2 separate regions of the Canis lupus genome follow, and region 2 is linked to region 1. The links are chromatin contacts, called in public Hi-C maps. All regions are on one chromosome and are shown on one strand. Each heading gives the region's core, a stretch centred on a gene start, on an enhancer-like site or on the middle of the called end of the contact. The rest is flanking DNA. Distances are from core to core; before and after follow the strand shown.

Region 1 (4,470 bases), core at 279-2,778:
CCAGCACACCCCGCACGGTGACACGGGGGGACACGGGGGCCTGGGCCTGAGGTCCCGGAGGTTCCCAGCACACCCCGCACGGTGACACGGGCGGACAAAGTCTTGGGGCAGGTGCCTTGTCGCTCTCCGCCGTCCCGGCGGCCGCGCTGGCCCCACGGCGCAGGTGACCTTCGTCGGCCCCGAGGCCCGCCCTCACGCCGCGCACGTGGCCGGGGGGGGGCGGAGGCGCGCGGCCCCGGGGAAGCACCCTCCGCAGCAGGACGGAGCTCACAGAGCGGGCACGGGCGGTCACTCGTTCGCTCGTTTGCGTCAGGCCCCGCGGTGAGGCGAACGGAGACGTTCCCGCCGACCTTCCCAGGCGGACTGTGCGGTCCCTCCCTGACTCCGCCCCCGCCCCCGCCCCCGCCGCCTGGGCGCGGCCTCGGTGCCGGACCTACCCGACCGCCTAAGCAGGACCCGGAAGAGCGTGTCCATCCGGGTGCTCTCTGCGAGCGCCAGGGGGCGTGGCCTCGGGACGCCCGTGCGGGGAGGGGCGAGGAGCCAGCTCAGGCGCTGGGACCGCCTGACGGAGGGGGCGGTGGGAGCCTGGGCGGTCCCGTGCCACGCTCGGTGGAAGCTTCAAGCGGCGCGGGAGGGGAGTCTCTCTTCTCCAACTCCCCCTTTGAAGCAGGCCGATCCACTCAGAAGCTTCCCTTCCCAGCCTCCCCTTGCCGACGCTCCCTCGCACCCCCTTCCCCCGCCCTTGCCTCCTCTGTGCTTGACAGCCAGGAGACACCTTGGGCGTCCCGCCTCTCGCCCCCCCCCCCGGCTCGGCGCAGGTGGTCGCGCCCGCGCGCTGCGCAGCCGCAGAGCGTCTCGGGCGTTTCCGCTGAGGGGCGTGTGACGCAGCGGCCGTCGCTGCCATTTTAAGTTGTTTGTTCTCGCTTCCCTCCTCCAACGCGACTCTGCCCCGGACCGGGAGGCGCCCGACGCCGCCGCCGTGTCGGCAGCCAGCGGTTGGGGGCAACGAGGCTGTGCCAGCGCGGACGCTCACCCTCCGCTGCGGCTTCTCCCCCTCCGGGTCTCCTCGACCTTCCTTGCCGAGAGCCGGAGCCCGGCCGTGGGGGGAAGAGAGACTCGAGAGCAGATGCCTGGACTGAAATAACTTTACTCCGGGGGGTTTGCCTCGCTGCCAGACCCCGTAGCGCAGGGCTCCCCTCCCCTCCTCCCCCGCCCCTCCGCCGCCGGTGCCTGCCCTGCCCGCCTTCTCCTCGCTCCTCCTGCTCTCTCTGTCTCTCTCGCCGCCGCCTCCCTCGCGTCCTTCCGTCCGCCGCCGCCCGGGGCGCCGAGCCAGACTATGGGGCCCAGGTGGGGGCTGAGCGGCGGCAGCAGCGCGGGCGGCCCGGCCACAGTGCGCGCCGCAGCGGGGATGGAGGGGCTCAGTTGGCTGGTGCTGTTCTCTTGACATGGCTCCCGCCCGTGCCGCGAGCAGCGCTCCCGCCGCCGCCGCCTCCTCTGCCGCCGCCACCGCTCCGCCCGCAGGCTGCGGCTAGAGGGCCCGAACCCCGCCCGAGAGTCGGTCCGTGAGTCCCGGCGTCCGCGGGGACCGGGAGGGGCCTTCCCGCCGCCTCAGAGCCACCCCGCCCCTCGGGGAAGCCGACTGATGACCCCACCTTAAAACTATCCGATTCGGGAAACATGGTCTGTTCCACGTGAGAGCGAGCTCAGCCAGAGTCCGGGAACCTCAGGCTTTTGGGTTTTGGTTTTGGGTTGTTTTCCGTGTGTGTGTGTGTCTGTGCGTGCGTGTGTTTATTTTTGAAGGGGGGGGGTGGGCCGGGCGTACTTTAAAAAAAGTAATATTAACAAAACTATTTTTTTTTTTTTCTTCTCACTGATCCTTCCCATTTACCCTCTCCCGCCGCCTCTATCCGGGCGGGAGTTGTTTCCACGATGAAATGAGTGAGAACCTGAGTGATCCTGTGTCTCCCGTGGTGCGAGTGAGTCGCTGCCGCTGAAGGCAGAGGGCGGGGGCGGGGCCTGGGGGGTGGAAGGCAGGTGGTCCCCGGGCTCTCGCGGCCTGGGCTCCGGGATCCGGGAGGAGGACCCGCCGGCTCGGCCCCAGCGATGCGCGCAGGAAGATAAGGCGCCCCCCGCGCGGTCGCGAACGGGGCCGGATTCCTAGGGAAGGCTCCCCCGGGGGAATGTAGGACTCGCTGCAGGGCTGGGGGTGTTGGGATCCCGGGCGTTCGCCGGGTCTAACCACAGAGCCCGGAGAGCTACCGTATCGTATCAGAGCCCCCACCCCGTCCTCTCTGCCATCATGATTTTCCATGGCAGCAGCACTAGCAGCCGCCTGAGGGTGAAAATGTGGGTGATGGGGAGGCTGGTCGTGACTCCGCTGTTTTTTCTCACGGCTCCTTTGGGCAACAGCTGTCCGCCCCCAGTATACACTGTAGTTGATTGCAGGGAAACCCTGTACCTCTCCCCTTCTGTCTCTACCGATTTTGCACTTTTCTCTTTGCTCACCACCAAGTGTAATCAATAACAAGCACTGACGATACATAGCAATAGTGAAATCTGAAATAACTTAAGAGTTAATTAGGTACTACAGCCATGGATCTGGCTGGGTAAAATCCAATTGGATATTTCAGTTTCATTCACCTACCCTGTTTTCGTGTTTTTTGGGGGGGTTGGGGTTTTTTTTTTTTTTTTTTTTTTTTTATCTTCTTCTTCTTCTTCTTTTTCCCTTTTTCTTTGTAATTCTTTTTATTTGGGTATTTGGAAAGCAGGGATCATCACACTTCCCACCCCCCCTCCTTCCTTTTCATAATCCCTTCTCTAAAGAGGGGGCAAAATCCGGATGGATCTTAAGGATTGGACTGGTGTCAGCTGTGTTTTATTGCACACCTAAATCCTGATAATAGGCTATTCATTTCCCCCAAAAGCCTTTACTTTGGCATTTAAGCCAAATGTGTTTTCTAAAAAGTTAGTTCCAAGTATTTTCTCCTCTTTCTTTCCTTTCTCCCCTTCCTTTTTCCCATAACCCCAGACGTTATTGTCCAAACATGACTGGACACCAGCTTTTGTTTCTTGACCCTGTAATATGACAGTCTGCTAATATTGCCAGAAGGTGCAGTTTTTGGGCTATGGTCGTGATTTTAGCTATTCAATCCTATTAGCAGGAAAAAAAATGACTTGTTTCTGTTGTACTTGAGTCTTAAGAAAAAGTGCCCATAGTTTAGTGACAATTTCCAAAGGCTTTAGTACCACCTGTATTTCAAAATGGGGGACCCAAACTCCCGGAAGAAACAAGCTCTGAACAGACTACGTGCTCAGCTTAGAAAGAAAAAAGAATCTCTAGCTGACCAGTTTGACTTCAAGATGTATATTGCCTTTGTATTCAAGGAGAAGGTAATTTGAAATTCTTCATGTGACTTAGCACAAGTGATTTTTGTAAGTGTCTGTTAATTTGTTAGCCGTAAATAATTGCGTATTAGGTTAAAGAGTGGTTGACACCGGTGTATGTGTGTGCCTTAACTTAAATCCTCCTGGGTGGTTCCCTGCACGTGTGGCTGCAGGATGATGACCAATGGAAGGCTTGAGTGCTCCTTGGTTTGGAGATGCTCTGAAGCTCCGTAAGGTCCTTTTGTAGTTAGCCGGGGGTGAGCAACACTAAAACTGATTGGTATTTCACAATAAAGTGCACTTATGTGGAGTTACATAGAGAACATGATAGCTGAATTTAAAGATGGTCTTAAGTGGGGTATTTGAGAGTGGTGAATCAGAATTGAAATCTTTATATGCTAAAAGTAGTTTGTTCAATTTCACACCAAAGGTACCTTTTCTCATGGTACATTTGATGAAATACAGCACACTTTAATTTTTAGGAACAGAAAATGGCTAATTTGTGTTTAGAAGTGCAATTCGTTAAAATTCAAAGGACCTGAAAAGGAAATTTAAATTCGGAGGGGGCCGGTGAACATATTCGGAAGCAACGCCGCAGTTATAAATAGCAAATAGTTGCAAGTAGTCAAGGAGAACAGGATCAAAGCCGTATTTTTTGTGCAACTTAAAATGGACAGTTTCTTCAATGATCTCTGGCATGAGATAAGGGTATGAATGTAAGGAAATACTACTTTGATTTTTGCACTTAGGGGGTGAGCTAATTTCAGATTAGAAATCTATTCTTCATGTGGCACGTGCTTAGTGTTTGGAAGTTTCCCGGGCATGGGCATTTTCCCAACTCGTAACTCTTAAAGGTTATTAGTACAGGCATACCTCGGTTTTATTCACTCTATTGTGCCTCGTGGATATTTTGTTTTTTCTAAATTGAAGGTTTGTGGCAACCCTGGGTTGAGTAAGTCCATCAGTGTCATTTTCCAGCAGTATTTGCTCACTTCATGTCTCTGGGTCACTTTTTGGTAATTCTTGATGTTTTAGAACATCAATTCTTGATGTTTTCTTGTTTTTTTTTTTTATTAATCTATTTGT
Region 2 (4,607 bases), core at 2,047-4,546, 37 kb before region 1:
TTCTTGAGTCTATATATTCAAGTCTCAAGTCTATATTCTTGAGTCTTGAGTCTAGATCTCTAGATAATATTCTTATTCCTCTTGAATAAGAATTCCAGGTAGTCTCAAAATATGACAGAATTGAAGTGTCCTCATTCTGAATAAATAAAATCACTCAAGAACATTGTGGAGCAGGAGATGAAAGGATCTCAGGATCTAAGTCTGAGGACCTTTGATATGTAAGCAACAGAAAAAAGAACAACCCAAGAGGCAAAAGAAACCAGGCGAGCATGGCATCTTAGGGGTGGGTACCGCCATCACACTGCAGCAGGTTGAGGGTAAAGTAGCAGGTGAACCTGTGGAACCAGCAAACACAGAAAACTCTATAAAGGAATCTGGCAAGGGATAGGAAATGTTTGGGCATGTTTAAATGCTGCTAGAGAGGAGCCAGGAACCAGGGAAAAGTTGCAGGGGGCAAGGGAAGAAACAGATAAAGCTGTGAAGTCAGTGTAACTGCTGGGAAGGCGGGAGAGTGTGTGAGCTAAGAATGGGGGGCTGTAAGAGGGATGCCCAGGGGTGTACTGAGCTCATTAAACACCCAGAGTGGGGTTTTTTTAAAGAGCAATTTTGGGTTCACAGCAAACTTGAGCCAAAGGCATAGGATTTTCCCATACACCCTCTGCCTCCATACAGGCATAGCCTCCCCAGGATGTCAACATCCTGCGCCTGCACTGGAGTGGCACATTTGTTACAGGTCAGGAGGCTACTTTGATACCTCTTTATCACACAAAGCCTAACCTTTGTTTATTCTTGGTGTTGTACATTCTGTGGGTCTGCACCAGGGTGTAAGACATGTGTACATCATATCATACAGAGTATTTTCACTGCCCTAAAAACCCTCTGTGCTCGACCTATTCATCCCTCCCTTTCCACAACCCTTGACAACCACTGATCCTTTTACTGCCTCCAGGGTTTGAGCTTGCCCACAGTATCAGAGTTGGAATCAAACAGTATGTAGCCTTTTCAGATTGGCTTCTTTCATTTACTGATATGCATTTAAGTTTCCTCCCTGTCTCTTCATGACTCATTTCTTCTCATCCTGAATAATATTCCATTGTCTGGATGGACTAGTTTATTTAGTGTGGATCATTTTTAACAAATGTTATTTTCAGGAATCATGAAATGAGGCAAATATTAAAACAACCAGAAAGTAAATGCAGAAAGTGAAAGTTTTCTGTTTTGAACTTTCTGTGTAAGAAAAAGATTTTTGATAAATTACAGTACAAAAAAGGGAAGAAAGTAATACTTTGATACTTTTGTTTTGCATGCAAAAGATACAATTTAGAGGAAAATACTAAATGGTCCTGCTGGATATGTTTTTTTTTTTTAAGAGTGGGGGAGGGGCAGAGAGAGAATATTAAGCCAGCTCCATACCCTGATGCGAGCCTTGATCTCATGTATCTGAGGTCATGACCTGAGCTAAAACCAAAAGTCGGGCACTCAACCAACTGAGCTACCCAGGTGCCCATGATTAGATAGGTTCTCAAGTCCCTCCCTTTCTACAACCCTTGGCAACCACTGATCCTTAAACAATTAATTTAAAAAGAAGTTTCAACTTTTTTTTTAAGGAAATGTCAACTTTAAAGATTTTACTCAAATTCAGTAAAATGTTTCAAGTGTGAACTAAAATCTGTCCTTACAAAACTTCTCCATTTGCACTGACAGTTTTGAATTTTAAACACAGATAAGAATTCCAGGTGGTCTCAAAATATGACAGAATTAAAGTGACTCAAGTTCTGTTTCTCTACCTATATGTATAATGACTGTGCTATCATTTTTTTCTCAATCTAGTATTTTTTTTTAAAGATTTTTTTTTTTTATTTACTTGACAGAGAACACAAGCAGGGGGAGGGGTAAAGGAAGAAGCAGGCTCCCCGCTGAGCAGGGAGCCCAATGTGGGGCCCCATCCCAGACCCTGGGTTCATGACCCAAGCCAAAGGCAGATTCTTGACTGACTGAGCAACCCAGGTGCCCCTTAATCTAGTATTTAAAAGCAAAAATACAGTACGCCAGGGACTGGAGACAGGAGCTGTACCCAAAGTGAACTGCACTGATTCCACTGGACACGTACTCCCCAAACCAGCTGTGTGTGGCTGAGGCTGGGTGTGTGGGATGCCAAGCACATAACCCGGAGGTCTCTGAATACCCGCGTGAAGAGTATAATGTTTATTAATGGAATAATAAAAAGTGCTCAAGTTTTATTTTAGGAAAACCAACAGTAACTGCTACAGTGTTTAGAACTGACCAGCAAAAGATTGTTTTCAGGAAGGAGTATTTTATCTGATGTTGTTTAGAATTGCCAGCTCATGATGGTGGTTAGAAGACCAGCTATGCAGTCCACCAGGTGCAGGCATGAGGGCTGTGTTATAACGCTACACCGCCCCATTCCCCTAGGTTGGCCACACAGAAATGCTCCCCGTGGCAGAAGGAAAGGCTGAGAAAGAGGCTTAGCAAGGGGCAGGTGAGGGTAGCAGGAGTAAGACCACCTGGAGCAAGGGGAAACTGATGCAGGCTCGCAACTGCAGTGGATGTTGCATTTATTAAGGCTTGCATACACTGCAAGAAAGAGACATGGGAGTACATTGCATGGAGGCACAGGGCCCAGAAATGCTATAGGAGCGCCCCCTCAGCAGCTGATCAGTCACTCTGGGTTGAAGTACTTCCAAAGCCAAGATTACCAACAGTCCTCTGAGAACTGAATGAATAACCTGAGGGGTTTTATTTTTTAATTTTAATTTTTTTTAAGATTTTATTTTTTTATTCACAGGAGACACAGAGAGAGGCAGAGACATAGGCAAAGGGAGAAGCAGGCTCCCTGTGGGGAGCCCAATGTAGGACTTGATCCCAGGACCCAGGATCACCACCTGAGCCAAAGGCAGACGCTTAACCACTGAGCCACGCTTAACCACTGAGCCACTCAGGTGTCCTTTTAATTTTTTTTAAGTGATCTCTCCCTCCCAATGTTGAGTTTGAACTTATGACCCTGAGATCAAGAGTTGCATGCTCCACCGACTGAGCCAGCCAGGTGCCCCCAAATAACCTGAGTTTTTGAGGCTTCTCTTTTTTGAGTACACCTAAGTATCTGTAGGTCCTAAAAGAGAGTGCCTTATTGGGGGTGGGGGGGTCTACTAGTATTCCCCAGCAGGAGCGTCCCCACTGGGCAGGGTGCCACTGTACTGTCCTCTTTGAAGGGAGGTTCTCCCTCCCTCTACCCTGGCTGCCTTGGACTGCTGCCCGGGCAGCAGGGTTGGCTTCTGGTGAAGGGCACAAACCACAGATATTTTATGTAGAAAGCTTGTGTTTGGGAATACTTTCCTCAGAAAGGTCTGAGGGCTTGCCAAGAGCATAGAGCCCAGTGTAATGCTCTTAGGCACAGTAGACATGCTTAGAAACAGCTGCTGCGGAGAGAGAACAGAAAGAAAACACAGGATTCAGGACCCAGTGGAGTTTGAAGACTGCTTTTGCCAAAGCTTAGAGTAACTTTTTCTGTTGACTTCAGTGGGAAGGGAGAGCAGATTGTTACAGTTCTCTAAATCCAGAGTTGGGAGACTTTTTTCTTTACAGGGACAGATAGTAAATATTTTAGGTTTCCTTTATTGCACACTGTGTGTGTGCGTGTGTGTGTGTGTGTGTGTGTGTGTGTGTGTTTACCACCCTAAAAAAATAAAAACTGTTCTTAGTTCTCAGGCAAGACAAAACAGGCCATGGGCTGAATTTGGCCTGATGACCATGTTTTGCTGACCTTTACTCTAGATAGTTGGCACATTCTTAGACTAAAGAAAAAAAAACCCAAGGAATCTATCTATCAGAGATAGCAAAGTTACTTTCCACCCTCCCAAGAAAGGCTATTTTCTTGCAAGAAACTTGATAAATGGGCAGCCCGGGTGGCTCAGCGGTTTAGCGTGGCCTTCAGCCCAGGGCGTGATCCTGGAGACCCGGGATCCAGTCCCTCGGTGGGCTCCCTGCATGGGGCCTGCTTCTCCCTCTGCCTGTGTCTCTGCACGCCTTTCTTCTCTCATGAATAAATAAATAAAGCCTTAAAAAAAAAAAGAAACTTGATAAATAATTTTGAAATGGGTATGTATAAGAATCACTTTCTCCCTACCAGAGTGAAAAAAAGAGTTGTGGGTGAGCAAGGTACATAGGAATAGGCATATAAGAAGTGCTAAAGCCACTCCTGTCCATGGAAAGGAGAAGCAGGGGAAGTTAGAGGATGCCTTATTTGTGCTGCAGATTTGCTAATGCAACTTTTTTTTTTCCTCTGGGGAATTTATGGGTTAAGATTTGAAATAGACTTATGGAAAATAGATTGAAAAAGAAATTCAATGAAAAGAACCAAAATAGATCACCAACCATATTTGTGTTGGATTCAAGACTCTAGAGTGTTTAAGAAAATCAGAAAAGCAAGCTCCAGTCAAAATGGTGTGTGTCTGTGAAAATGAAGAGAAGAGGGAGGCAGGCATCTGAAGGACCAGTGTGAGCAGAGTTTTCTCAGAAGTGCGGGATTTTAAAAGGTTTGGAAGAAAGATGAAAGGCAGCGTACCTTCCTCAAAACGGCCGAATGCCCT

The links. Hi-C and Micro-C count contacts between places; a contact is called where the count stands out from the background.
Region 2: a Hi-C map of liver shows a contact between it and region 1, with 2.9 times the contacts expected there. The contact joins the enhancer-like site here to the promoter of C35H6orf62 in region 1. A contact is called at or near these places in 5 of 9 Hi-C or Micro-C datasets (amygdala, blood and liver).

Annotation. Positions count from the first base shown.
Region 1 is chr35:24,150,142-24,154,611 of UU_Cfam_GSD_1.0, reverse strand. It overlaps C35H6orf62, which reads left to right and starts at 1,528. Exons shown (of 5, transcript XM_038584288.1): 1 at 1,528-1,976. The coding sequence starts at 1,935.
Region 2 is chr35:24,189,055-24,193,661 of UU_Cfam_GSD_1.0, reverse strand. No RefSeq gene overlaps it. Among named protein-coding and RNA genes, the nearest start is that of GMNN, 17 kb to the left of the region's middle. Within about 2 kb of position 3,296, at least 4 of the 20 cell types and tissues checked have an H3K27ac peak or open chromatin away from gene starts, as enhancers often do. A contact at or near this core is called in liver, where this site is marked.